Regions from separate parts of the Mus musculus genome. Here regions 2, 3, 4, 5, 6 and 7 are each linked to region 1. A link is a contact called in public HiChIP or PLAC-seq, Micro-C and promoter capture Hi-C data. All regions are on one chromosome and are shown on one strand. Each heading gives the region's core, a stretch centred on a gene start, on an enhancer-like site or on the middle of the called end of the contact. The rest is flanking DNA. Distances are from core to core; before and after follow the strand shown. Region 1 holds the start of Sgpl1 (sphingosine phosphate lyase 1). Region 2 holds the start of Neurog3 (neurogenin 3). Region 3 holds the start of Chst3 (carbohydrate sulfotransferase 3). Region 4 has its middle 25 kb from the start of Psap. Region 5 holds the start of Psap (prosaposin). Region 6 overlaps Cdh23 (cadherin 23 (otocadherin)). Region 7 overlaps Cdh23 (cadherin 23 (otocadherin)).

What was found. Promoter capture Hi-C pulls out the DNA fragments that hold promoters and counts their contacts. A called contact is a pair of places that touch in the nucleus more often than the background predicts. HiChIP or PLAC-seq counts read pairs in DNA pulled down with a chosen protein or histone mark.
Region 2: a contact with region 1 is called in a Micro-C map of embryonic stem cells, with 10 times the contacts expected there. The contact joins the promoter of Neurog3 here to the promoter of Sgpl1 in region 1. A contact is called at or near these places in 4 of 484 Hi-C or Micro-C datasets (all in embryonic stem cells).
Region 3: a Micro-C map of embryonic stem cells shows a contact between it and region 1, with 7 times the contacts expected there. The contact joins the promoter of Chst3 here to the promoter of Sgpl1 in region 1. A contact is called at or near these places in 2 of 39 promoter capture datasets (the SN4741 cell line and hippocampal neurons), 1 of 484 Hi-C or Micro-C datasets (embryonic stem cells) and 1 of 115 datasets of contacts at active chromatin or transcription factors (bone marrow-derived macrophages).
Region 4: a contact with region 1 is called in an H3K4me3 HiChIP or PLAC-seq map of bone marrow-derived macrophages, with 3 times the contacts expected there. The contact joins the enhancer-like site here to the promoter of Sgpl1 in region 1. A contact is called at or near these places in 1 of 39 promoter capture datasets (neutrophils), 5 of 115 datasets of contacts at active chromatin or transcription factors (bone marrow-derived macrophages, cardiomyocytes, embryonic forebrain and 2 more) and 1 of 9 other capture datasets (embryonic stem cells).
Region 5: a FOXA1 HiChIP or PLAC-seq map of pancreatic cancer cells shows a contact between it and region 1. The contact joins the promoter of Psap here to the promoter of Sgpl1 in region 1. A contact is called at or near these places in 7 of 39 promoter capture datasets (the 3T3-L1 cell line, the C10 cell line, embryonic stem cells and 3 more), 3 of 484 Hi-C or Micro-C datasets (cortical neurons, embryonic stem cells and liver), 9 of 115 datasets of contacts at active chromatin or transcription factors (astrocytes, bone marrow-derived macrophages, craniofacial prominence and 6 more) and 4 of 9 other capture datasets (adipose tissue, embryonic stem cells, liver and 1 more).
Region 6: an H3K4me3 HiChIP or PLAC-seq map of bone marrow-derived macrophages shows a contact between it and region 1, with 4 times the contacts expected there. The contact joins the enhancer-like site here to the promoter of Sgpl1 in region 1. A contact is called at or near these places in 2 of 39 promoter capture datasets (erythroid cells and hippocampal neurons), 1 of 484 Hi-C or Micro-C datasets (B cells), 8 of 115 datasets of contacts at active chromatin or transcription factors (the SCID.adh cell line, astrocytes, bone marrow-derived macrophages and 5 more) and 2 of 9 other capture datasets (adipose tissue and liver).
Region 7: a contact with region 1 is called in a promoter capture Hi-C map of liver, with 2.5 times the contacts expected there. The contact joins the enhancer-like site here to the promoter of Sgpl1 in region 1. A contact is called at or near these places in 11 of 39 promoter capture datasets (the 3T3-L1 cell line, 3T3-L1-derived adipocytes, embryonic stem cells and 6 more), 5 of 115 datasets of contacts at active chromatin or transcription factors (astrocytes, bone marrow-derived macrophages, embryonic forebrain and 2 more) and 3 of 9 other capture datasets (adipose tissue, embryonic stem cells and macrophages).

Annotation. Positions count from the first base shown.
Region 1 is chr10:61,145,695-61,149,233 of GRCm38.p6, forward strand. It overlaps Sgpl1 (sphingosine phosphate lyase 1), which reads right to left and starts at 1,990. Exons shown (of 15, transcript NM_009163.4): 1 at 1,829-1,990; 2 at 564-637. The coding sequence starts at 590.
Region 2 is chr10:62,131,482-62,135,020 of GRCm38.p6, forward strand. Neurog3 (neurogenin 3) reads left to right here and starts at 1,609. Exons shown (of 2, transcript NM_009719.6): 1 at 1,609-1,846; 2 at 1,981-3,282. The coding sequence starts at 1,982. The coding sequence ends at 2,626.
Region 3 is chr10:60,217,464-60,221,002 of GRCm38.p6, forward strand. Chst3 (carbohydrate sulfotransferase 3) reads right to left here and starts at 1,797. Exons shown (of 4, transcript NM_016803.3): 1 at 1,441-1,797.
Region 4 is chr10:60,250,728-60,254,266 of GRCm38.p6, forward strand. No RefSeq gene overlaps it. Among named protein-coding and RNA genes, the nearest start is that of Psap, 25 kb to the right of the region's middle. Within about 2 kb of position 1,619, at least 78 of the 459 cell types and tissues checked have an H3K27ac peak or open chromatin away from gene starts, as enhancers often do. A contact at or near this core is called in bone marrow-derived macrophages and neutrophils, where this site is marked.
Region 5 is chr10:60,275,903-60,279,441 of GRCm38.p6, forward strand. It overlaps Psap (prosaposin), which reads left to right and starts at 1,726. Exons shown (of 15, transcript NM_011179.3): 1 at 1,726-1,880. The coding sequence starts at 1,841.
Region 6 is chr10:60,360,604-60,364,142 of GRCm38.p6, forward strand. All of the region lies in intron 39 of Cdh23 (cadherin 23 (otocadherin)), which reads right to left. The region is part of intron 3 of Vsir (V-set immunoregulatory receptor); the gene reads left to right. Among named protein-coding and RNA genes, the nearest start is that of Vsir, 16 kb to the left of the region's middle. Within about 2 kb of position 1,733, at least 51 of the 459 cell types and tissues checked have an H3K27ac peak or open chromatin away from gene starts, as enhancers often do. A contact at or near this core is called in adipose tissue, bone marrow-derived macrophages and liver, where this site is marked.
Region 7 is chr10:60,387,945-60,391,483 of GRCm38.p6, forward strand. The region is part of intron 31 of Cdh23 (cadherin 23 (otocadherin)); the gene reads right to left. It also overlaps a transcript of Vsir not described here. Among named protein-coding and RNA genes, the nearest start is that of Gm17455, 10 kb to the right of the region's middle. Within about 2 kb of position 1,782, at least 127 of the 459 cell types and tissues checked have an H3K27ac peak or open chromatin away from gene starts, as enhancers often do. A contact at or near this core is called in adipose tissue, bone marrow-derived macrophages, liver and 2 more, where this site is marked.

The sequences.
Region 1 (3,539 bases), core at 740-3,239:
GCTTCTGCCTCAAAAAGAAAACAAGCTCATTAATCCCAGCACTCAGGAGGCAGAGGCAAGCAACCCTCTTAGAATTCTAGGCCAGCCTGATCTACATAGCAAGTTACAGGCTAGCCTGGACTACATAATGAGCCCTCCATCTCCAAGAACCAACCAAAAGAACCCAAACAAACAAACAAAAAAATCCCAGCACTAGGAGGTAGAGGGAAATGACTAAAAGTTCAAGGCCAAGTGTACCTGCTAAGTTCCAGGCCACCCTGAGTTCCAGAGGCAGCCATTGTTTCAGAAACAAAACAAAAGCAATTGCTCTAGTGGTAGGAGAAGAAAGAGAGAAAAGCCGTGAGCAAGGGCTGTAGAAAGATCCTCAGGGAATTTCTAAGTTCTGCATCCACCGTATTCATCCATTTATTCACCCCGAGCATTCACGCCAGTTTCCAAAGCAAACAAAACAAAAAGAAAAAAGTGGCAGCGAATGCTGAGCTTTGAGCAAAAGCAAGGCATCGGAGGGGAAGCGGTCCCATGACTCAGAGCCTTCTGAGCGAGAGAGAAAGGATCCGACTCACCAGCTTGAGGAGGTCGGTTCCGGGCATCTTCCTCTGCAGCCGGCTCCCTCCCCGGGGCTGCCCTGCCTCTGCGTCTGCAAAGGGGAAACGCAGCTGTTTACTCGGCAGCCCGGCCGGCGCTGCCCCTCCGCGGGATCCCCCTGCCGGCTTTGGCAGCGCTCCAGCCGACCCCGGCACCCCGGAGCAGTGGAGCCCGCGGCGTGCACGCGGGGACACGCCCCTTCCCCGGGCCCACGGCAGCGCCGCCGCCTCTCGGCACAGCGGGACCCGGGACTCCTCCAGCCCGGCCTGCCTTTCCCCCGCGCCCCTGTAGCCTGGCGCCACTACTCAGCCCCGGCCACAGACTCGAGCCTGGGTCTCTCCGACGCCCCACAGCAGTCGGGAACCCACACCCCGCAGCTCGGCTCCCCATCAGCCCGGACCCAGCCCCCTCAGACCAGGCCCGGCTCCCCTCAGCCCGCCCCCTCTTAGCCTGACTCCCTTAAGCCCAGGACCCTCTCAGCCTGGGCCCTGCTCCCCTCAGCCTGGGCCCCGCTCCCCTCAGCCCCGACCCCGCAGCCCCGACCCTGCTCCCCTCAGTCTGGGGCCCGCACCCCTCAGTTTGCTCCTTCTCAGCCCGGCTCCCCCTCAGCCCAGGCGCTGCTCCCCTCAGTCTGGGCCCCGCTTCCCTCATCCCACCTCTCCCTGTGCCACGGACCTGCACCCCTCAGCTCAGCTTCCTCTCAGCCCACTCCCTTTCAGCCTGAGCCCTGCTTCCCTCAGCCCGGGCACCGCTTCCCTCAGCCCGGCTCTCCCTCAGCCCGGCTCCCTCTCAGCTCGGGCCCCGCTCCCCTCAGCCCAGGACCCTCTCAGCCTGAACCCTTGCTCCCCTCAGCCCGGTCCCTGCTCCCCCTCAGCCCGGGCCCCGCTCCCCTCAGCCCAGCTCTCCCTCAGCCCGGCTCCCTCTCAGCTCGGGCCCCGCTTTCCTCAGCCGCGCTCCCCTCAGCCCAGCTCTCCCTCAGCCCGGCTCCCTCTCAGCTCGGGCCCTGCTTTCCTCAGCCGCGCTCCCCTCAGCCCAGCTCTCCATGAACCACAGACCTGCCTCCCTCAGCGCAGCTCCCCACAGCCCGGTTCCCTCCGCGCAGCTCCCCACAACCCAATTCCCTCTCGGCTCCCCAACCACAGCTCGGCCTCCCTCCTCTCCCCTCAGCCCGGGCCCGGATCCCTCCAGCTCCTCTCGGCTCCCCACTGCTCCCGCCGGGTCCAGCCCGCCGCGGCAGCTCCACCTCCTCAGGCTGTGGACCCGGCTCCTTCTTTCCCCGCAGAGGCTCCGCTGGCCGCCGCCCACCTCACGCGCCTCGGTTCTGCGAGCGACTCACTCGCTGGCCACGGGACCCGGGTTCCCCCTTCCGCCGCCGCCGCAGAGATTGGAGGTGCGCCGCCCCCGGCCCCGCCCCTCCCGGAAATGGCCTTGGGGTACCCGCCCGCCTCCAGGAGCCCGGGCCGTGCGCGCCCTTGCCGCTGTCGGGCGCGCGCACGTCCGACGCCGCGCTGGGCTCGGCTCGCCCCGCAGCCCTCCGCCCGCCTACTGCTGGGTCCGGGCTGTGGTGTCGGGGGAACTCAGGCGAGAGTTTGTGGCCAGGGCTAAGTAATGGCGCCAGGGTTGAGAGGCTCGGCGCCAAGGTTCGGGGCGCCCAGAGCCGTGTGGGCGTGCGCGCCGCCTGCTGGCCGGGTAGGGACTGTGTCTAAGCCAGATAGGGTGTCTAGGGGTCTCACCTTTCGCCAGCAGCTGGCCCTGTGAGTTTACAACTTCTTCAGGCTACTCTTTGTGTTTGTCTTTTGTTGCTATTGTTGTTTGTTGTTGTTTTGTGATGCAGGCTTTTTATACTAAGTTGCCGAGACTGGCTTTGAGGTCTTTCTGTAGGGCAGTCAAAGGCTTTGATCTAGGTTTTCTCCCGCCTCATCACAGCCTTCCAAAAATCTAAGGTGACATCTCTCTTAACAATTCTTTGTTTTGATCCAAGTTCTGACTTAGGTCATGCTGGCCCCAAACTGGTCCTGTATCTTAGGATAACTTTGAACTCACAATCTTCCTGCCAGCCACTACACTCAACAGTTTAGGGGCTGGTTAGTGTTTGAGACAGGGTCTCACTCTGTCGTGTAAGCTATAAACTGGCCTTGAACTTGAATCAATCTTCCTGCTTTAGGCTCCCAAGTACTGAAATTATACCCATAAAAAGCTGGTTATGTGAAGTGATTGGGGAGGGAGGGCTCAGTGAGGCTGGGTCCCAGCACCCACTTAAGATGGCTCCCAAACACCACTCCCGGTCCATGGACTCTGACATTGTCTTCTGGCCTCTGAGGCCATAAACACACACACACACACACACACGCTTACACATAAATAAAAATAAATGCTTGAAATAATTAACTTGAACCTGGTGTGGTGGTTTGTTCCTGTAATTCCTGAGGCAATTTTGAAGCCAACCGGGGCTTCAAAATAAGACCCTATTCCCCACCCCAACCCTTGCATTCTGGACACAATTGGTCACTTCCAGCCAGTGTCTGCAGACAAGACTAATCTGAGCAACCACCTAACCTGGGTCTTTAAAGGAAGAGCTTTGAGATTTTACTGTTTTAGGGTTTCTATTGCTGTGATGAAACACCATGACCAAAGAAATATGGGGAAGAAAGGGTTTATTTGGCTTACACGTCCAGAGCACTGTTCATCAACAAAAGAAGTCAGGACAGGAGCTCAAACAGGGCAAAACCTGAAGGCAGGAGCTGATGCAGAGGCCATGAAGGAGTGCTGCTTACTGCCCTGCTCCTCATGGCTGGCTTGCTTATAGAACCCAGGACCACCAACCCAGGGATAGCACCACCCACAGTGGGCTGCGACCTCCCCCATCAATCCCTAATTAAGAAAATGCCCTACAGGTTTGCCTATAGCCTGAATCTCATAGAGGCATTTTCTTAATCAATATTCCCTCCTCTGAG
Region 2 (3,539 bases), core at 359-2,858, 990 kb after region 1:
CTCTGCCCAGGGGATTTTGTAGTGCTCCCTCCTCTTCCTTGCAGCCCAGGCGGCCAGTGGTCATCATAGAGTCAAGTCACACACCTACCCCGACCCTGACTCTACGCCTTCAGCCTCCCAGCCAGGGTATGGTCCCTTCTACAATATCCAGGAGCTTCGGAGTTAGAGAACGTACTAGAAAGCTTAGAGTTACTGCCAAGAATCTTTAACTCCCAGCCATAGCTTCCTCCCATGCACATCCTGACTAGAAAGCTGGGGGGGGGGGGAGGGAGGGAGGGAGGGCAGGAGAGAGAGAGAGAGAGAGAGAGAGAGAGAGAGAGAGAGATCAGCGGAAGCCACAACCCCTCACCCTGAGTGACCGGAAACAGAAGACCACGGGGTGTCAGGGACAAGAAGGGCGGGTCTGCAGGGAAGAAAGGACAATGTCTTAAGGCTCACAGGAAAGATTTCCAGATAGCTTAAGATAACCTCTTAAGAGGGACAAACTAGAAGTCTCCCTGCCCTGGGCTCACCCACAGTTCAGGAGTGATGGGGAGGGAGGGGGCGGGAAGGAGTAGGACTAGGTGAAGCTGCTAGTCCTCTCTGGTCTGTGATTGGACAGGGGCACTAAAGGGGGCAGAAAGTAGATCTGCTTTTCTCCCAGGGCCTGCACACGGAGGCATTGAAAAGACAAAAAAGGCTAGCAGAGAACAAGTCCCTCCTTGACCTTTCCCTATCACCTGCCTCTCGGGTCAGGCCTTCCCGATAGCATCCATAGTGGGGCGGGGCGTGATGAGATGCCCCCTCTGCACTCTCTCTACAACCACCCTCGCCTCCGGAATAGAACCCAATGTCTCGGATGAGGACTATGGTGGGGGTTTTCAAGGTCTGGTCTGGGGGCTGGAGGGTTGGATCCCAAGGTGATATTGAACCTGGCCAAGCAATAGTTTCTGAGTAGAAAGGACTTGAGCAGGGACCGTCTCTGGTCACTCTGTCCTCTTTCCCAGGATGGAGTCAGTCTGTGAAACATGGTTGCACACACATTTCCTGACCCAACCCATAGTGGCGGAGAGCTGGATAGCACTTTGAACTAATGGGCGCTCCTCCCAGCTGCCAGCCAAGAAGACACTTGACTCCTTGATCGCTGGTTCATTTAGACAAGCCGTTTCCCTCTCTGAGCCAAAAGACCCCATGTGTAATACTCAAAGAAGAGGCCTTCCTTATATATATATAGGCACCCCCAAACCTCCTTCATGCTACCAAGAAAGGGTCTGGACACATGCCAAAAAGAAAGAGGAAAAGGCAAAGCTCTCCCCAGCGGCCGGACGGGACTCTTCTGGCTGGGCGAGGCTCTTTGAGGAACCGAGAGTTGCTGGGACTGAGCCCGCGACGGGGGAGGCGTGGAGTGGGGGAACAAACAGAGTGCTGCTCCCCTCCCCCGACCCCTGCCCTTTGTCCGGAATCCAGCTGTGCTCTGCGGGTGGGGGTTGTGGGGGGAGGAGCGGGCTCGCGTGGCGCAGCCCCTGGGCCCCCTCCGCTGATTGGCCCGTGGTGCAGGCAGCAGCCCGGCAGGCACGCTCCTGGCCGGGGGCAGAGCAGATAAAGCGTGCCAGGGGACACACGACTTGCATGCAGCTCAGAAATCCCTCTGGGTCTCATCACTGCAGCAGTGGTCGAGTACCTCCTCGGAGCTTTTCTACGACTTCCAGACGCAATTTACTCCAGGCGAGGGCGCCTGCAGTTTAGCAGAACTTCAGAGGGAGCAGAGAGGCTCAGCTATCCACTGCTGCTTGACACTGACCCTATCCACTGCTGCTTGTCACTGACTGACCTGCTGCTCTCTATTCTTTTGAGTCGGGAGAACTAGGTAACAATTCGGAAACTCCAAAGGGTGGATGAGGGGCGCGCGGGGTGTGTGTGGGGGATACTCTGGTCCCCCGTGCAGTGACCTCTAAGTCAGAGGCTGGCACACACACACCTTCCATTTTTTCCCAACCGCAGGATGGCGCCTCATCCCTTGGATGCGCTCACCATCCAAGTGTCCCCAGAGACACAACAACCTTTTCCCGGAGCCTCGGACCACGAAGTGCTCAGTTCCAATTCCACCCCACCTAGCCCCACTCTCATACCTAGGGACTGCTCCGAAGCAGAAGTGGGTGACTGCCGAGGGACCTCGAGGAAGCTCCGCGCCCGACGCGGAGGGCGCAACAGGCCCAAGAGCGAGTTGGCACTCAGCAAACAGCGAAGAAGCCGGCGCAAGAAGGCCAATGATCGGGAGCGCAATCGCATGCACAACCTCAACTCGGCGCTGGATGCGCTGCGCGGTGTCCTGCCCACCTTCCCGGATGACGCCAAACTTACAAAGATCGAGACCCTGCGCTTCGCCCACAACTACATCTGGGCACTGACTCAGACGCTGCGCATAGCGGACCACAGCTTCTATGGCCCGGAGCCCCCTGTGCCCTGTGGAGAGCTGGGGAGCCCCGGAGGTGGCTCCAACGGGGACTGGGGCTCTATCTACTCCCCAGTCTCCCAAGCGGGTAACCTGAGCCCCACGGCCTCATTGGAGGAATTCCCTGGCCTGCAGGTGCCCAGCTCCCCATCCTATCTGCTCCCGGGAGCACTGGTGTTCTCAGACTTCTTGTGAAGAGACCTGTCTGGCTCTGGGTGGTGGGTGCTAGTGGAAAGGGAGGGGACCAGAGCCGTCTGGAGTGGGAGGTAGTGGAGGCTCTCAAGCATCTCGCCTCTTCTGGCTTTCACTACTTGGATCCCTAGCCCTCTCACAGGGCTTAACTAGGCTTCTCATCGGTACCCTTGCTGCTGCGCACAGCAGACATTGGGGGCTGCTCTTCTCTTAACTCTCCTCGGTGCAGCCACATCAAACTCTCGCTCCAAGCATTTGAGAATGGTAGCACTACCTAGTTGGAGACTCCCATACTTCCTGGTGAGTCTGCCCTCATTCAAATCTGCCGGCCTCCGACCATCCATCACTTTTTCCAGGGTGACCTAATCCAGTGTTGCGTCTTACCTCACTGGCTCCTCCATCCAGCTCTTGGCCCATAGATGATGTTCGTCGTCTTTACTGCCCGCTACATGCAGGGTTTCTGAGCTTCTCCATTCTGCCTTAGTCCACGAAGGTGATCTGCCTTCTTCTGCACTTTTCAAGTCGTTACCCTTCCCCCAAGGGAGACCAGGCTGTGAACCGGAAAGCCCTAGCCTATGGCTAGAGCATCTCTCCAACTTGTCTCCCGTGTCTAAAGTGTGAGTTGCAGGGACGGTTCCTGAAGCACTGTTTGTCTCCCTAAAAAGGAAAAAAAAAGAAAAAGAAATCAGTTTGTAAATGATATAATGCCTTTTGAAATGAATTTTGTTATGGTAAATTATATGCCTCCTGCCCCATTTTTACACATTTGTATTTATTGATGCTATTTCGTGGTAGGAGAGTTTATATTTTGTACATAAGAGTATCAAGGACTGGTGATTGAGATTTTGAGCTAACAAATAAAAGATGAACGTCGAGAATCTTCACAAGGTGACTCCATTGTGCGCAGAGAAGGGGA
Region 3 (3,539 bases), core at 547-3,046, 930 kb before region 1:
CAGAACTATGACCACCCTCTCAAGGATGCTATCACGTGCTACCGTCAAGTCAAGACACAGCTTCTACTGGGCTCCTGGAACCACCTTTCTCCAGCCAGGCCATCAAGAGTACACGTCCCCAGCTCCACATGTCCCAGGGACTCTACCCCAGCATATACCCACTGGCCTTTTTTCTCCACTAACTCACCTCCACCCACAGTGGGGGCATGGGAGGATTAATGTAATCTACTTCCACTGTCTACTGCAGAACTCCCCAAGTCTGCCAAACAGCACCCAACTTCTCCAATCCCATTCCTTTCCCCCACATAGCCAGATGCTGAAATGGAACCTTCCTCTTGCTCTGAGGAGGGAGAGGTGACCATGAGGCACAGTGGACTCCGGCCACACACACCCCACCACCACCACCCAAGACACCAGGCAGGGCTTCCTGCAGCCAGCAAGGTCTTTTTCTCTCCAAGAAGATCAATGCCAATTCAGCCGAGGCTCACTGGGCTCCGCTTGAGGCAAGTCCATAATTCACTACCGGTGCCCTCAATCACCAGACAGCTAAGACTGGGTGCCCAGCACTGCACTAGCCCCAAGATCCTTAGGACATGCAGGACACTACGAATCAGAAACCAAGCAGACATTCTGGTACAAGACAGGCCAACAAGCCTGGTTTCATCCTGACTTTAGTCTCAGCTCAATCCACGGCCCCATTTATATGGCCCCGAGCTGAGATCCCCTATGGAAGTTCCTCTGAGGAAGCACATCCGCCAGGGTCTCAGCTTCCTTGCAACGCCCTGTCACGAACACCACGCAGATTGTCAGGCGCAGCACCAGCACACAGCCTTTTCCTTACAGCTTAAAGACCCCAGTCCAGAAGAACTTTAAAAGTTTCCAAATCACTGGCTCTGGTCTCCCCCATCTACCTCCGGAAGGGCTGCGCATACCCAGGCACATCATCTAGACGCCGAGTTTCCACACCAAATCCGCCCTTGCTAGCCCGGGACAAGTGACTTCAACGATTGCTTCTTTCTCCCCGTTCCTGGGCCTCAGTGGGTCTCAGGCACCGCTTCCCAAAGCCCGGGCAGCTAGTAGTCCCCTGCTATGGAGTTTGGGGGCTCCATTTCAATGGTGGGTGGAGCTGCGGGACCAGCAAAGAACCCAAGCTGGTTTAAAAGTTCCCAACCCTGGAGGCTCCTAGAAGCAGGAGTTGCACTTGGGAGTATGCAGGACGTTCGGCGTGAAGATGCCTCACTTGTGGTTTGTGCGGTGACCTGGCTGTGGGTACATGGCAGATGAGAATTTGGCAGCGTGGGGTTTTCCCCGCGCAGGGAACTCCCCGCCCGCCCTCCGCCGGTCCCCTTCTCCTCCAAAAGTTTGGCGCGCGCTCTGGGATGCGGTCGGTGACCGCCTGGGGCCCAGGAGGCGGTGCCGGGACGCGGGCGCCCCACTTACCCCGGTCGAGCCTCCTCCTCCCGGCGGGCGGATCCGACACTCCGGAGGTCGGCGTCCAGCCCCGGCAGCATCCGCCCCCAACTGCGCTCTCGGCTCAGAAAATGCTGGGGCTGCGCTCCCCACGGCGCCCACTCTGCGTCCTCGGCTAGTGCGGGGAGGGAGGCGCGGCCGGGCTGGTCCCCTCGCTGGGCGGGAAGCGGCGCCAGGCGGGCGGTGTCCTAGCTGCAGGCGAACGATCGGTCCTACCCACGACTCCGATCCCGCTAGCGACCGGAGGCGGCCTCCTGAGCCGGCAGCTGCAACTTTGGGAGCCCCGCGCCTCTCCTCCAGACTCCCCACCTCACTCCACACGCGCACCCGGCAACTTGGGGACGCTCGGTGAAGTTGGCGCGGCCGCCCACCCGGCCTCTCGAAGAGGATGGAGGAGGCGGAGGACTCAGGGAGGAGGGAGGAGCCGGGAGGAAGGGCAGCAGCCCCCCCTATCCCCCCTGGGAGCCTCGCTCTCCTCGACCCCTCCGTGGGCCTTTGTTCCCGACTTAGCTGCGTCCCGGGGGACTCGCCAGGGCTGCTCCATCCCTACCCTTGAGGACGAGGCTGGGAGGAGCTTCCAGCCCCAAGGAAGAGAGTTCAGGGGCACGGCTTCAAGGAGAGTTGTCCAGCTTGAGCCCCCCCCCCCCATGCTGCTGCCCACCCTGAACATGAGGACCTTCCTGTCCCTCTGAGGATGCTTCCTGGAATTTTGAAAAGCCACCGTCCTCCTTCCCTGGGCAGCCACAGGTTGCAGAAGTGTTCTTGGTGCTTTCTCACAGAGCCCCCAGGACAAGATGTGGAAAGGGTTCTCACCAAGAAGCTCAGAGGGAGCTGGACCCCCTTGGCATTAGCTTAAGACCCCTTTGGACTGCTGGCACTCCTGAGGTGGAGGTCATGTCACTTCTGAGTGATGATGAGTGGTAAGTATTGCTGGGTCTGTAAAAGGGCCAGCTTCGCCAAGACTGCTGTAAAGGGCCCAGTGTTGGACAGCAAGCCAAACTTCAGGTTATAAGTTCCAGTCCTGGTGATGTACACGATTCTTTGAGGTCTCCCAGTCCAGCTTTCTTTTCCAGGACTCTAGCTAACTTCAGGCCTGAGACGGCCCTCCTGACGTTTCTTGGGCTTTTGTAAGGTTTAGACAAAATAAGCAATTGTCTATAAAGGAGAAGTGAGAAAATATAAAAAAGGAAACATACACATCTGTCCTTGGCCCCGCTCTGTCATGCTGAACATTTATATCAGCGGAAGACATTAACAGACTCAGGTAGCAGATACAAAGCTGGACAGAATGGGCAGTGAGACCCAGGTGGCTCCAAGACCTCCTCTCAGGTCCCTAATTAGAAGGTTGGTAGGAATCTGCTAACCTGTTGTCTAGCAGGGGCCTGATGGAAGTGTGGTCGTGCCCTGCACTATGATGTGAGACCCGCAGCTAGCTTTCAGCAGAAAACCCTCACTGGCTGCCTGTGTTCTGTAGCCTATTAGGGGAAACCAGAACTGGAGTTGTGATACACCTCAGGGCACACAAAGACCAAAAGTTAGACCTGTGTCAGGCTGAGAATAGAGCCTAGTGGATAGAAAGCTTGGCTTCAGTTCTCCAGCACCACATAAATTTGGGTGTGGTGATGCATACTTGCAATCCCAGAACGTGGGAGGTGGAGGTGGGAGGATCGGAATTTCATGGTCATTCTCAGCTATAGGGAGTTCAAGGCCAGCCTAGAGCACTAGAGACCCTGTCTCATATGTCTATATTGTAGCAAAGATAATTTAACCTTATCCCCGACTAGCTTATAAATAAACAAGACTTATATTTCCCAATTGGAGTTAAGAGCTTCCCAGATGAAACATAATAAGCAATAACTCGGGGTTATTGATAGGAAAGTAGATTCTAACAACATAGAGAGTAGATATCTGCCCAGCTCTTGTATTGTTTAAGGCTTATTGTAAATATAAAGGTTGTGTGTGTCTTTCATCGGGAATTTAACTAACTAAAGTGGGGTAGAAACTTCCGACAGGGATTAAACACTTTCTACAACAGATAGTACCATGTCATCTGTGTATTATAGGTGGTA
Region 4 (3,539 bases), core at 369-2,868, 900 kb before region 1:
CGTAACCTTTCCTCCCTAGTTTGCTTTTGCTCACGGTGTTTCACCAAAGCAATAACAATGCCAACTAAGACGATTCCACAGCACGTGTGCAGAGATCAGATGACAGCCTCGTGTTCTCTGGTCCACAGGACTCGGTTTGCCAGGCTTGTGTGGCCACTGACGTCACCTGCGGAGCCATCTTGGGGACTTGGATTGATTTGTTTTTGTTTTGTTGTTTTGTTTTGTTTTGTTTTGAGTCAGGGTCTTTCCTTGTAGATCTGGCTTTCCTGAACCCCACCTCAGTAGACCAGGCTGGCCTCTGAACACATAGAAAGCCAGGCTGTTTCCAACCTGGGACCCCAGAGCTGGGGCAGGCAGATACAGGATGCCTACCTATCTAGCTGAAAAGAGCTGTGGGTTCCAGGTTCAACAAGGGATCCCATCTTAGCCAGAGGTGGAGGTGTACCCCTATAATCCCAGCACCTAGGAGGGAGAGGCAAGTGGGTTCTTGTGATCTCAAAGCCAGCTTGCTCTATATCGAAAGTACAGGTTAGACCTGGTCTCCACGGGGCAAGGAGGAACAGACAGACCGATTGAGACCCTCTCTCCAGGTAGGGAGGAAGACCCCACCATCCTGGTCTCCCTGTCTCCCCATTCAAGGGAATTTTTTTAAAAAAAGATTTATTTATTACATGTAAGTACACTGTAGCTGTCTTCAGACACACCAGAAGAGGGCGTCAGATCTCGTTACAGATGGTTGTGAGCCACCATGTGGTTGCTGGGATTTGAACTCTGGACCTTCGGAAGAGCAGTCGGGTGCTCTTACCCACTGAGCCATCTCACTAGCCCCCTCAAGGGAATTTTTTTAAAAAGATTTATTTATTATATGTAAGTACACTGTAGCTGTTTTCAGAGACACAGAGGGCATCCAATTTCATTAAGGATGGTTGTGAGCCACCATGTGGGTGCTGGGGACTGAACTCAGAACCTCTGGAAATGCAGACAGTGTTTGTGAATAACCACAGAGCCATCTCTCTAGCCCCAGGCTTTCTTTAATTTTAATAAAAAAAAAAAAAAATTAGGGGGCTGGAGAGCTGGCTCCGTGGTTAAGAGCACTGGTTGCTCTTCCTGAGGACCTGGGTTTGATACTCGGCACCCACACGGCAGCTAGCTCCAAGGATCTGATGCCCCCTTCTGGTCTCTGAATGCACTGGGCATGCAAGTGGCACACAGACATACACACAAGCAGAACACTCATACACATGAAATAAACTAAAAATAAAAACAAAAATTAAAATTAAAAAAAAAATAGTGGAAGGGTTGAGGGGAGGCACAGATTTGTGGAGGAGGTCCCGGGAGTCAAACCCAGGTCTCCAGGCCTATAAGGTGCCTCAACCCTGGTAGGCACCACAGAGCCTGTCCTGGACTTGTCCTCTTCAGGGGAGGGGCTTCTCTAACTTCCGGACTGCCCTTCATTGTCTGTTCTATTTTGCCTCATCTGAACTTCACTGAAGAGGAGACTGAAGGCAGAGAGAGGGAGGGGGCTCCTTCCAAAGTTGTAAACTGGACCACACTGGCCCAGGCAGGCCAGAACATACTGGAGAGAGATGGCCCCTCGGCAGATGGCCTCTTGCTGCAAATGGCTTCTTGGGCCCTAGAAAGATCGCCCTGAGGACAGGCAGGGTGTGTGTGACCTCATAGTGTGTGAATGATCTGAATAATAGCGACCGACCCAGAGCTCCAGCTGCTGCTGGTTAGCAGGGCAGGCACACCTATCCCTAGAGCACTACTGTGTGTGTGTGTGTGTGTGTGTGTGTGTGTGTGTGTGTGTGTGTGTGTGTGTGTATGTGTGTGTGTGTGTGTTTGTGTGTGTGTGTGCATGTGCCAACTGTGCACAAGTATGGCCCCACTCAGGCCTAGGGCAATGAGGGTGCTCCTGCTCCGGCTAGGGGAACCCATCACCCCTGCCTGTCCCATGGGTAAGGTTTCTGATCCCTTTTCTCAGGAAAGCTGTAGTGCAGGTGACTGGCTTTGCACACAGTAGTAATTTCGAAAGAGGATGGATATTGCTCAGGGCTACAGGCTCAAGGAGTCTTGTGCAATGTTGGGGGCAGGGGAGGAGGTGGTGGCCAGAAACTGTTGGTGTCGCTTCCCTAAGCATCCTGGGCTGCTCTCCCCAGCTTAACCTCCAAAAATGCCCTGTGTGGGGGAACAGAGGTCAGGAGGTGGCTCAGCTTTTTGTTGGGCGAGGATCCAGGAAGCAGCAGACCAAAGACTGATTTAACCAATCAGTTGGTTGACTGATTGACTGATTGGGTTTTGAGATAGGGTTTTGGGTGGCTGTGGCTGGCCACAGCTTCTCTAGGTAGCCAAAGCAGGCCCTGAGCTCACAGAGACCCACCTACCTCTGCCTCTGGAATGCTGGGATTAAAGGCATGTATATCACCACTGCCCAGACCTATTTATTATTTACTGAGACTCCCTCATTCTGTAGCCCAGGCTGGCCTGAAACTTGTAGTAAAAGCCTTCTTCCTCAGCTTTCTTTAGTGCTGAGGTCACAGGCACAGATCACACCCATCTGGAATTCTTGGAACCTAGGGAACCCACCTTACTTACAGTGATTAGCTAAACCGCACCCTTCACATACCTGCGATCCCTGTTACAACAGAAACAGATTTTTTTTTTCAAACAAAGCTTAATGCTTCACTGTTGTAATCCCGGCCATCAGCACCAAAGTGAGGATGGAGACTTCCGGGTTAGCCTGGTCCACACAGCAAGATGCTGTAGCCAACAGTAAGCTTTAAATATTCAGCCTTATTAAGGCTGCAAATATAAGTTGCTTTCAGATAGAGGCCTTTTTACGTTTCCCCTCCTCTTCATCCTTTCTTTTTCTTTCTCCCTGCTTCTCTCCCTCCCACAATTACTCTCCATAGATTACAGCATATTGCTGTTGTAATCTGTGGACTGTTGGAAACAGAAGCAGACACCCACAGCCAAACATGGGTCAGAGGTCAGGGACCACAATGTAAGAGTTGGGGGGAGGATCGAAGGAGCTGAAGGGGATGGGAACCCCACAGGAAGAACAGCAGAGTCAACTGACCCGGACCCCTGGGAGTCTCAGAGACAGAGCCACCAGCTGAAGAGCATACACGGGCTGGACCAAGGCCCCTGGCACATGGGTAGCATACGTGCAGCTCAGTCTTCGTGTGGGTCCTCCTACAACTGGGGCTGAGGCTCGTCTCTAAAGCTGTAGCCTAACTGTGGCCCAACCGGGCTGTCTTGTCTGAGCTCACAGAGACCCACCTACCTCTGCCTCTGGAGTGCTGGGATTAAAGGCATGTATATCACCACTGCCCAGACCTATTTATTATTTATTGAGACTGAGACTCCTTATTCTGTAGCCCAGGCTGGCCTGACACTTGTGGTAAGCCTTCTTCCTCAGCTTTCTTTAGTGCTGAGATCTCAGGCACAGATCACACCCATCTGGAATCCTTGGTGGAAGAGGATGCACCCAACCCTGCAGACTTGATGTGCCAGCATAGAGAGGATCCCTGACGGAG
Region 5 (3,539 bases), core at 476-2,975, 870 kb before region 1:
ATGTTATTTTACTGTTTTTTTTTTTTTTTTTTTGAGACAGAGTCTTACTATGTGGCTTAGGGGCCCTAGAGATCCTCCTGCCTCTGCCTCCCCCATGCTAGGACTAGAAGCGTGGGCATGCATGCTTGTCTTTATCTTCCATCCGTCACGAGTCTATTACACAGCATCTGTTCTTTCTCCAAGCAACACAAGTTGCCTAAAATACATTTTTATTGTTTTTTTTTTCCTCTTTTTTTTCTGCTTACACACTCAGACTTCCATTCTCCCTGCCTTCTCACCAACACTGATTCAGAGACCTCTGAGTCTATCTTGCAGTCTGCAGTTCCCAAGATCACAAATAAAGGCGTCTCTCGTTTGCCGTTTTCTGAGTTTGTATTGATTGACAACTGCAGAATGGCAGCCTGTGAATTTGAATCCTGAGTGTAAAGATGTAGGCAAATCTGTAACCTGTTTGTGCTTGAGTCTCATCTGTTAGCACGGCACGAATCACAATAAATGGGGGCTGGAGATGCCACTCAGTTGGTAGAGTCATTGCCCGACATGAGTTGAAGGCCTGGGTTTGGTTCCTAGAACCAAACAGAACATGTATGGTAGCACAGGCAGGCAGATCAGGATTTGGAAGTGACTGAAGTTCGAGGACTGCCTGAGATACACGAATCCTCAGCTGCACAGCCAGTTGTCAGCCTCTTTGGGCTACAGGAAACCCTGTCTTAAAAAACTAACCACTAGCCGGGCGTGGTGGCCCACGCCTTTAATCCCAGCAGGCAGACAGATTTCTGAGTTCGAGGCCAGCCTAGTCTACAAAGTGAGTTCCAGGACAGCCAGGGCTATACAGAGAAACCCTGTCTCGAAAAACCAAAACAAACAAACAAACAAACGAACAAAAAAACTAACCAAAAAAACTAATCACCGCCAGGCGTGGTGGCACACACCTTTAATCCCAGCAGCACTCGGGAGGCAGAATCAGGCAGATTTCTGAGTTCGAGACCAGCCTGGTCTACAAAGTGAGTTCCAGGACAGCCAGGGCTACACAGAGAAACCCTGTCTCGAAAAACCAAAAACCAAACCAAACCAAACCAACCAACCAACCAAACAAAAAACCCCTAACTACCACTGTACAAGGGTCAGGCAGAAGAATTACATGTTCAGAGACTTTCTGGGGAATTTGGTGACACCCTCTTTCAAAAATAAAGTAAGGAGTGAGCTGGGAGGGTGGGGGGAATGGTGGTGTGCAGCTTGGAGGTACAACACTTGATATCAAGTATAATGCCTTGGGTTCAATACCGGCGACTGCAAACAAAAATCCCTGCTCCCGCCCCCCAACCCCCAACCATTCTCCAAGGGGTTGAGGCAGAAGGTTGAGAGTTCCAGGTCTGCTGCGACACTGAATTGTCGACCAGCAAGGCCATAGTGACTCGGCATCTCAAAAACAAATAGTAATACTTAAAAGATGCTGGGGCTCAGGGGTGGGGTGGGGTGGGGGAGCACAAGATGCAGTTCAGGGCTTGGTACCAGCCCTGGGCTGGATTCCTCACATTGCAAAGGTAAAGAGAGGCGTTAGATACCGTTCGGCGCCTGACCTTGATTTAATCACCAGATATGGTTTTCTTTTATTACCACCACCCGCGCCTTCCCGCCACCTTCCCTGGGCGTTTTCAGCCTGCTCCTCTTCGCACCCTCCCTCCCCGCAGGCGCGCTGCGCGACGCTGAGTCAAGCTGCGCCCAGTTTGGGCGGGGCCCGCGCCTGCGCACTGGCGTCTGCGGCGAGGTTGGGGGGTAGATTTATATTCGTCTGGTCAGCTGACGTTCTGCATTGCAGCCTGCGAAGTGAAGCGGCGCCATGTACGCCCTCGCCCTCTTCGCCAGCCTTCTGGCCACCGGTGAGCTTAGAAGGGTCCCCTGGTCTGGTAGAGAAGAACGCTATAGCGTCCCCTGGGTCCCGGGAACCGGGCAGTCCTGCGGTACCGGCCTCGCCCTCCGCTCGCTTCCCGGGGCGCGCTTAGGCAGGCCTCGCTGTGCGCAGGCGCAGATCGGGGCTGGTGGCGGAGGGGGACCTGTTCCAGATTCTCTGCACTGGGGGACCACTGGGAGGTGGGAGAGACGTCTTGTCCTGTGTGTGCAGGCCTTGTGCAAGGCCTTGCGGGTGACTGCGGTTCTCCCTGGGATGGAGGTTGGGAGAGGTCACTCGATGACCTCTTCCGTCGCTGTGTTGACTCTATCCTGGTGTAGGTGATAGACATGGCCTTGAAGCCCCATCCTGCAGGTCAGGTCGGCCCGTGACCTCTGTCCCAGACTGCACTCGTATGGGAGTTGCAGGAAGCGTCTTTGTGTCTGCCCCGGGCCGGGGGGTGATTTTTTTGGCTTCTGTGTGAACTCAGGAGCGTAGTAGGTCTTGGAGGGAATTGTGTAGTCCCGATTGCATTGGAACTCTTAATTTTTTTGTTTGATCTGGCAAAGCCATTGGCCAGCCTTTATTTTATAGCAAGTGTTTCTAAAATGATTTTTCTTAAAAGCACTGCAGGTTGGCAAGGCAGCGCCAGGGGACTCACACTTGGAAGGCATAGGTAGGAGGATTTTGAATTTGAGGTCAGCCTGTGCTACACAGAAAGCTCAAGGCTAGTCTGGACTGTGTATGAGATTTTTTTTTTTTTTTTTTTTGTGCAAGAAAAATGAAAAGAAACGCACTTGGTCCTGCTTGCTCTGTGTCATACATAACTCGTGAGTTCTGATTCACCCACACCACCAAAACCAGACTTCTTTTTCTCTCTCTCTGTAGTATGGGCCATTGAACTTGGATCGTAACACACGGTAAACGAACATCCTCTACTGAGTCACACTATACCCCTTACCTGTTTCCTTGGAAAAATTATTTCTAATACACATGTAGTTCATTTGACTGCCAGTCTAGTTAACTGGGTTCCTTCTTCCTTCTTAGGTAGATGGGAGGACCCTGATGGCCTTGGTCTAAAACTCCAGGCTCTGTGCCTCACGTCAAGGTCATACTGAAGAATGGTAGCTTGTCTTGACTGTCCACCATTGAGTTGTTGGTTGTCTATGATGACTGCAAACCACGTGTGCTCCCTGAGGCTCTTAGGACTTATGGGCTCAGTGTGGCACTACTGTAGTTCAGGGTGCCACTCATAGCTTGCCTTTTAATGATGTTCTGGGTGCTTAGAATGTTCCAGGTCCCGTCTAGTCTTCACAAAGCCCTGGAGGTACAGACACTTGGTTTTGGTTACTCTCCAGCCCTCCAGCCTGACTGCCTTTCCCACCTAGACAGAAAACAAAGAATGCCAAAAGAATGAAAGGCCAGTTTAACCTCTGCCCATTTTCAGGCCCCATGGTAGAGGGAGAGCTCTGACTCCGGTGGGTTTTCTTTTGATCTCCAGAAACAAATGTAGATGTGCGTGCACCCCACCACACACACACACACACACACACACACACACACAAGCCTAACCAGCAGGGGACATCATTTGCTGCCTGCAGTGGTAGCCCCCCGACTCCATGCTGAGTCTTGCCTGCTTGCAGGAAACGAA
Region 6 (3,539 bases), core at 483-2,982, 790 kb before region 1:
GCACTTTTGGGAGTGTGTGGAGAATCTGGGTAGTTCTATTACTTCCCACATCACTTCTCCATTGAGGAATGGGAATAACTATAACTTTAACAGGGAAGCAAATGCTACCCAGGCACTTGCCTCGGGGATGGGAAACACACTGTGTCTCAGGCCCAGGAAGCTGGAGAACAAAACAGTAGGAAGAGGGGAAGACTGTGGTGAACTCTCAGCCACCAGTCTCCATGAACAGTTCCAGCACCATGGAGGCGTGGGCTCCTATTTCCTCCCGATATACACGAGACCTAATGACTCAGGGCAGCTTATCCACTCCTGTGCCAAGGCAGGATGGGAACTGATAGCAGACATGGCTGCGTTTCTTAATGTATTTAGCACTGGCCACCCATGCCATTGCTCAACAGGCCTCTTGGCCAGCCGCTGAGAACTATTCTATACTGCTCATTAAATTTGAGAGTTGAGTTCCAGCCTCAACTCTCAGAGCTCAACCACAGCATTCCCTGGGTCTATTAATGATGCTTCCAGACGAGATCTTTGGGTTCTCCCTTTCTAGTCCCTGTCTGAGTGGCTAAATGTTATTTTACGGAAGAGTAGCTACATCACACTAGGTAAAAGTCCAAGTGGGTTTCAGGTAAGAGGAAGTGTAAGGGATAAGTAAGGGAAGAAGCCTGGCGTTTGATAGCATTGCCACGGGGCTTTGGATTTCCCCTGAGATCAGGGCAGGCCTGTGCAGCCTGACTCTGTACCCCTCCCATCCCTAATGTGGCAGGCTATGCCAGGCACTTTCCCCAGACTCCTTTGCATATACCCACAGGGTACCCGGCAGGCCCTGGACATAGACTGAGCAAGCTGAGGCTCCCCAGCCTGCCTGCCATGAAAGAGCCTGGCACATGCCATTGGGGTGGTGTTGGCAACTGCTTACACCAGTGTCTTATCACCTTCCCAGGAAAAGCCTGGCTCCCGATGGTAACTAAGCTTTCTCTGCAATGGGTGTCTCCTTAGAGTAAGGGGAACTGAAGTCGGACTGGCTTTATAAAGGAATCCTGAGCCTCTGAGGGCAGCTGAGCCCACACATACACCTCCAGAGCCTGTCCCACCATAGCCTGGACAAGAACTGCAGCATATAAGGAGATAGGCTCTGTGAGTGAGCAGGCTCTGCTCATAGAGGGCAGAATTGCCACTGGCAGACCAGAGGGTCAGACAGGGAGGTCCTGGCCAAACCACCAAGGCAGCTTGTGAGCACCTGGCTAACTGCACCACACGTTGCTTAGTAACAATGGGAAGAGAGACGAGAGCGTTTGCAGCCAGTTCTCAGATTGCCCACAGTAAAGTCCTAGGATGCAGTTTAGCCACTCTGAACAGTGTGAATTACAGACTGTTCTTACTTTCAATATCCCACGTTCAAGCGCAGCCACATTAAAACCTGCAGGGAATCTGCTTTACTGTGGATTGCAACTTCCTTTGCAACCCACCCAGCAATTGGTCCTGTTTCCATACCAATGGGTACTTCTAAAGTGCCTGCCAAAGGTCTGCTCGGGTTCGTATCGCTCACTGGGAGCGTGTTTATGCTTCCAGGTTGCTTAGCATACAGTGGGATAAAAATGGCCTTTGTTCCCAAGTAAAGTGCAGAGGCAGCTTAAAGACCAAGGCACATCCGGTTCCCAGAGCTCTCTGGAGGTGAACCGATCCTATGACAAGAGATCCTACCCATGTTTTGGCAGAGAGAAAGGTTCAAATTGGGAAGGAAATGGGCTTACGCTAGTTGTGGTTCCAAGGGCTCATCTGTTCCCAGCTAAACTCCTGGAGTCAGCAGATGGACTGAAATAAAGCAAGCCCCCATGACACAGGGCTCATGCAGAGACATGGCCCTTCCTGAGACAGTTTTACAACAGTCTGGGAGAAAGCACACAGGCAATGCTCTCTGGCTCAGTGCTGCAATGCTAAGTGTTTAGGTCCAGATGTCCTGCCTGGGTGAGCAGAGATCTGAGCCTAAGGGGTTCTTGCTGCAGAAAGAGGACTGTTGAAAACGGAAGTAAACAATGTTGCCACCAGACAGGGATGTCTCCGTCAATTTTGGGAAAGCTGTGTATAACAGAGCTCTGGAAAGAGTGAGGTGGGTCTCTGTGTAGGCAGAGATGTCCAAACTGTGCTTGGGTGCTGGGACAAGGTTCTCCTGTGATCTCATAAGACAAGACCAGATCTAGGTAGGTTAGGACTGTGTGAGGGGACCCAGGTTGTGGGGAAGGAGGGGAGCTTTGAATTTTGTATATGTGTATACATTACTGTGTGTGCATGTGTGTATGTGTACATACTTCTGTACCCAGAGGCTGACACTGGGGATATTCCTTAATTGCTCTCTCCTGACGTTAATGAGTCAGGTTCTCTTACTGAGTCTACAGCTTATAGTTAGTTAGGTGATAGGGCTGATCCCCAGGGATTTTCCTGTGTCCACCTCCCCCACCAGTAGGGTTTACAGCTACATGTGACCACACCTGGAGAGTCAAACACACGGGGCCTCTTGCTTGCGGACTCAGCCTCTTCTCTAGCCCCTTGAGTATTTTTAAATGTGTGCCTTTATTTTCATCTATTTAAAGATATAAAACAAAAATGACATTGCTCTAGCCTTCCCCCTGCCTTAAGTGCTGGGATGGACCTTGGGTGGGGCTATACATTTAGCCAAGCGGTACAAATTTTATCCTCCTGCAGTGGTGTGTGTGTGTGTGTGTGTGTGTGTGTGTGTGTGTGTGTGATCGCCACACTTCCAGGGGGGCCTCACCCAAGACAACTCAAGGATCCCTTAAAGGATGGACTGAGGTTTGTTTTATTTTTTAGACAGGGTCTGTCTATGTAGCCCTGGCTGTCCTAGAACTCACTATGTAGACCAGGCTGGCTGGCCTTGAACTCAGAGAGATCCACCAGCCTCCGCTTCTGTCTCTGCCGTGCTAGGATTAAAGTTGTGTGCCTCATGCCAGCTGAGGCTGGAGTCTTTTTTGTTCATTGCAGTAAGACATCCATCTTTCAGTGTTAGTAGCTCTTGTGCAACAGTGCTGTTCTAATCTGTTTTCGTTGCTCAGGCTCCTTCTGGTCTTGAGCCCTGGCGTTTGGTATGAAGGGCCTTTTGGTGGACACTCTGAGGTCCAGGATAGTCGAGCTCTCCCTTGTAGGCAGGATGGGGGGTTGCTTTCTCTTCTTTGGAGCTGCTTCTGTCGTGGGCAACAGGCCTCATTTCCCTGTGCCTCGTGGGATCAGGGACACAAGGCTGTCTTCACAAGGAGGTCACTAGACCTCCCTGGCTTCTGCAGGTCACTAAGGGTCTGGCTATGGGGCCCTGCTGCCTGGGCCTCTCATCCTCCCTATTCTGAAAGGGCACACACCATGGGGTGCTTACACCAGTTCGTCATTCTCTTCCCATTAAGAGCCGGGCTCCAGATGGTAGTAACTAAGCTTTCTCTGCAACGGGTGCCTCCTTGGAGTACAGAGAACTGAAATCAGGCAGGCTTTATGAAAGTTTCCTGAGCCTCTGTGGTCATTCCGTGCCTCAGTTT
Region 7 (3,539 bases), core at 532-3,031, 760 kb before region 1:
CAATCCTTGCCCTGGAATTGCTTTCTGGGGACCCTACTAGAATTGTGTGATTGTGTGTGTGTGTGTGTGTGTGTGTGTGTGTGTGTGTGTGTGTGTGTGTGTGTGATGTTCCCATTGCTTTTCTCCATCTTTGAAACTTCCCTTTAAAGAACATGTGTCAGATGTAGAAAAATGCTACGGTTCAAAGGGTTTTTATGGAGAGCTGTGTCTGCAAACAAGGAGAGCCCCTCTTTTCTCCCCATATATGGGAATACCCAGAGAGTTTGCTGTAGACCTGAATCTTGTTGCCTGGAAGACCAGAATGGAGGGAAAAGACACACAAGCTACCAGAAACCCCAGGCTCTGCCTCCTTTAAGAGACTGGGAAAAGAGTCTCAGAAAAGAGAAGTAATTTTCCCCAAGATCTCACAGGGACAAGGAGGGCTGGTGTCTCCTGGCTCCCTATCTATCCATGCTTAGGCTTCGTGCTGGGGATGAGCTGGCCCCAGTATAAGACATCCTTCTGGCTCCCTAGAGCCAGGGAAGCATTACCATGAAGCAGGATGGAGAAGGGAGGAAGTGGGGTGGGGTAGCTCAGTGTGCACAGCACAGGTCACAGCTGTCAGTGGCAAGGACAGGACAGAAAGGGGAAGGAGGGCAAGACAGCCTCAGAGAACCTGCCTTTGGCACTTTGCCTATATCCATAGCTGTCTCTGGGGTTACACACACATGCGCATGTGCTCACACACACACACACACACACACACACACACACACACTACATACACACCTACATAGACCACATACCATGCACACACATATGTAGCTGCCTCTGGGGTTATCCTAACACACACACACACACACACACACACACACACACACATATACACACACACATATACACACACACCACACAAACACCTCCCATATAAACACCACACACATTTACACACACATACCACACATGAACCACATATAGAACCTCTCACCACATACCACATACCACAGACACACTAGACACACACACATACCATGCACATATACACACATACACCATACACACTACAGACACACACAAACACACCACATATACATATACACACACAACACACAAATACTACCATATACCACACATATACATATAACACACACAAACACCCCCATATGCACACCACACACACATACCACACATACTACATATACAACCCCCCTACCACACACCACAGACACATTAGACACACACACACATACCACACACACACACACAACCCTCTAGGTTATCAGGGAATTTACTGGATGACTAAGGGTGGGAAGAGTGGCAAAGCCAGGGGAGAAGATGGATGTGGTGGCCAGGGAGGCTCACAGAGAGCTCACCACTCCACTGCCCTGAGGTTCCACAGCCCTGTCACGCCAGCACCTTTCAGGTCCGGACATCGAGAATCTACTATGCAAACGACAGGGTCCACCTCAGTCTGCAGCTGTAGTGGGAGCCTTCTAAATTTGGCTTCACCCACAGTTTGTTGCAGAAGATCCTGGGTGTGGTGACTGTGAGGGGAATTGGCATGGGTGAATTTCGGGAACTCTGTGTAAACAGATATTAACTATCCATCTTTTAAAACGGCAAGCCTTCCCTTTCCGGAGTTTGCTTGTTCTAATGACCTTGCCTTCTGGGGGACATCGGGGAAGAAGCTGTCAGTCTGATAGTGTAAGAGGAACGGGAGAGGGGCGGAGTGTAGCTTGCCACAATGTGGCCAGGCTTTCAACACTTCTGGCTGCTTTCGGCAGTAGAGAGAGGAGGAAAGATGGTGTGGTTTGTGAACCTGAGAGACACAGCTGAACAGGAAGTACAGGCCAGCTGAACTCTTGCTGAACAGGAGGATGCTGCCAGGTGCCTCAGAGCCAGAATGCCTTCTGTCCCGAGTGTCTGCACAGGGCTGCCCGACCCTCCAACAGGGATAAGAGGGCAGTTGCGTGTATACACTGTGCATGTGGGCATGTACACACAGAGATGCCCAGCATCCAGAAGGAAGGTTTCCCTCCTTACTTCCTGGACTTCATGGGGACTGTTGCTAGCTGTTAAAGTAGAAATTGCAGCTTACTGGGCAAAACTAGCATCCTCACATTGCTATCAGAAAGCGCCCCAGCTCTCCTGACTCTCTTAGGAGAACAGATGCTCTAAACTGCAGGGGCCATCGAATCTCCATGCCAGGGGACAACACCTGAATTCTTAAAGTTACTCTTTGGGTATGTAGTGCTTGTCAGGGTGCCAAGAACCCTCCTTGGGCATGGTGGTCCAGGAATCATATAGTGTAGAGGTAAGAGAATAGTCTGGACCACCTGCCTGGGGTGAAGCCTGGCTCTACCCATACCATAATGGGACCCTTATCAAGTTGGTTGATTCCTCTCTGCCTCAGTCTCCTCATCTGTAGAATGGGGGTAACGCAGGGCCTTCCTCAGAATTGGGTCAAATTTCTTTTTCCTCAGGGTCTTGAGGGCAGGAGCATATAAAAGGGGCCCAAGGCTGTGACTGGGGTGCCTCACCTTAAGGTTGTACACAGTCTGCCTTTGATCTGTTTTACACCCTGGGATGTTGCAAAGAACTCGGTTTAACAACAAGGTTGGTGGCTAAAAATGGCACATAGCAGAGTGATCGGGCTCTTGAGAAACAGGTGGGTGGGGGAGGGGAGGGGAGGGGACACAGAGAGGGCTGTGGTTAGGATGCCTGAAGTCCAGGGGTCCAGCCTGAACCTCACTGATACCAGCCATTCTTGTGACCAGATGTGAGTTTACTGAGGGGAAAGACACAGGCAGGCCCCACGGTGCTCATTAGCATGTGAATAAGAGCCTGTCACAATGGGAAGCTACTGTGGCGACTTCCTGGTACATACCCAGAAAACTGTATCTCTGTCAACGTGTCCTCTAAGGGTCCAAGGGACTTGATCCCTCTGCTGTATCCACTTGGACAGGTATTCATTCTCTTCTTAAGGGATGGGGGAGGGGGGTAGCTTGTCGGGAGCCAACTTTCTCTCCCATCTTCTCTGAGAGCAAGGAGCTAGAAACTCAGAGCTGGCCCAGCTCTGACAGATCTGCCTGGGGCCCAGAGTTTGGTTGGAGACATCCATCTTTAACAAGAGGGGAAGCATCCCGGAGGGAGGGACTTGAGCAACAGCTGACCAGCTATCTCCTGCTCAATGTTTCCAGTCCCAGCAAACAGCGGGTTGCTCTGGGCTGATGGGTTCCACTGACTCAGCCACACTCAGGCCTGGGTACGTGTCCCTGTCTGATGAACTCCCACCTTCCTCCATGACAGGAACCTCTGGGTTCTGACTCACTTCCTATGGCTTTAGGGGAAGGGGCCTATGGGCTGCTACATGTGTATGGAGGGTGAGGCGGGGTGAACATTAAACAACATAGACAGGAGGCAGACCTCTGTGTGTGACCATTAGAGAAGGTCTCAAGTCTTGCTCAAGAGGCCAAGTTACTTCTCTGTAACTCTATTTCTTCATCTGCAAAGCAATATTGCTACCTGCTCCTCTAAGCTTATGTCTAGGAGGGCTCTCA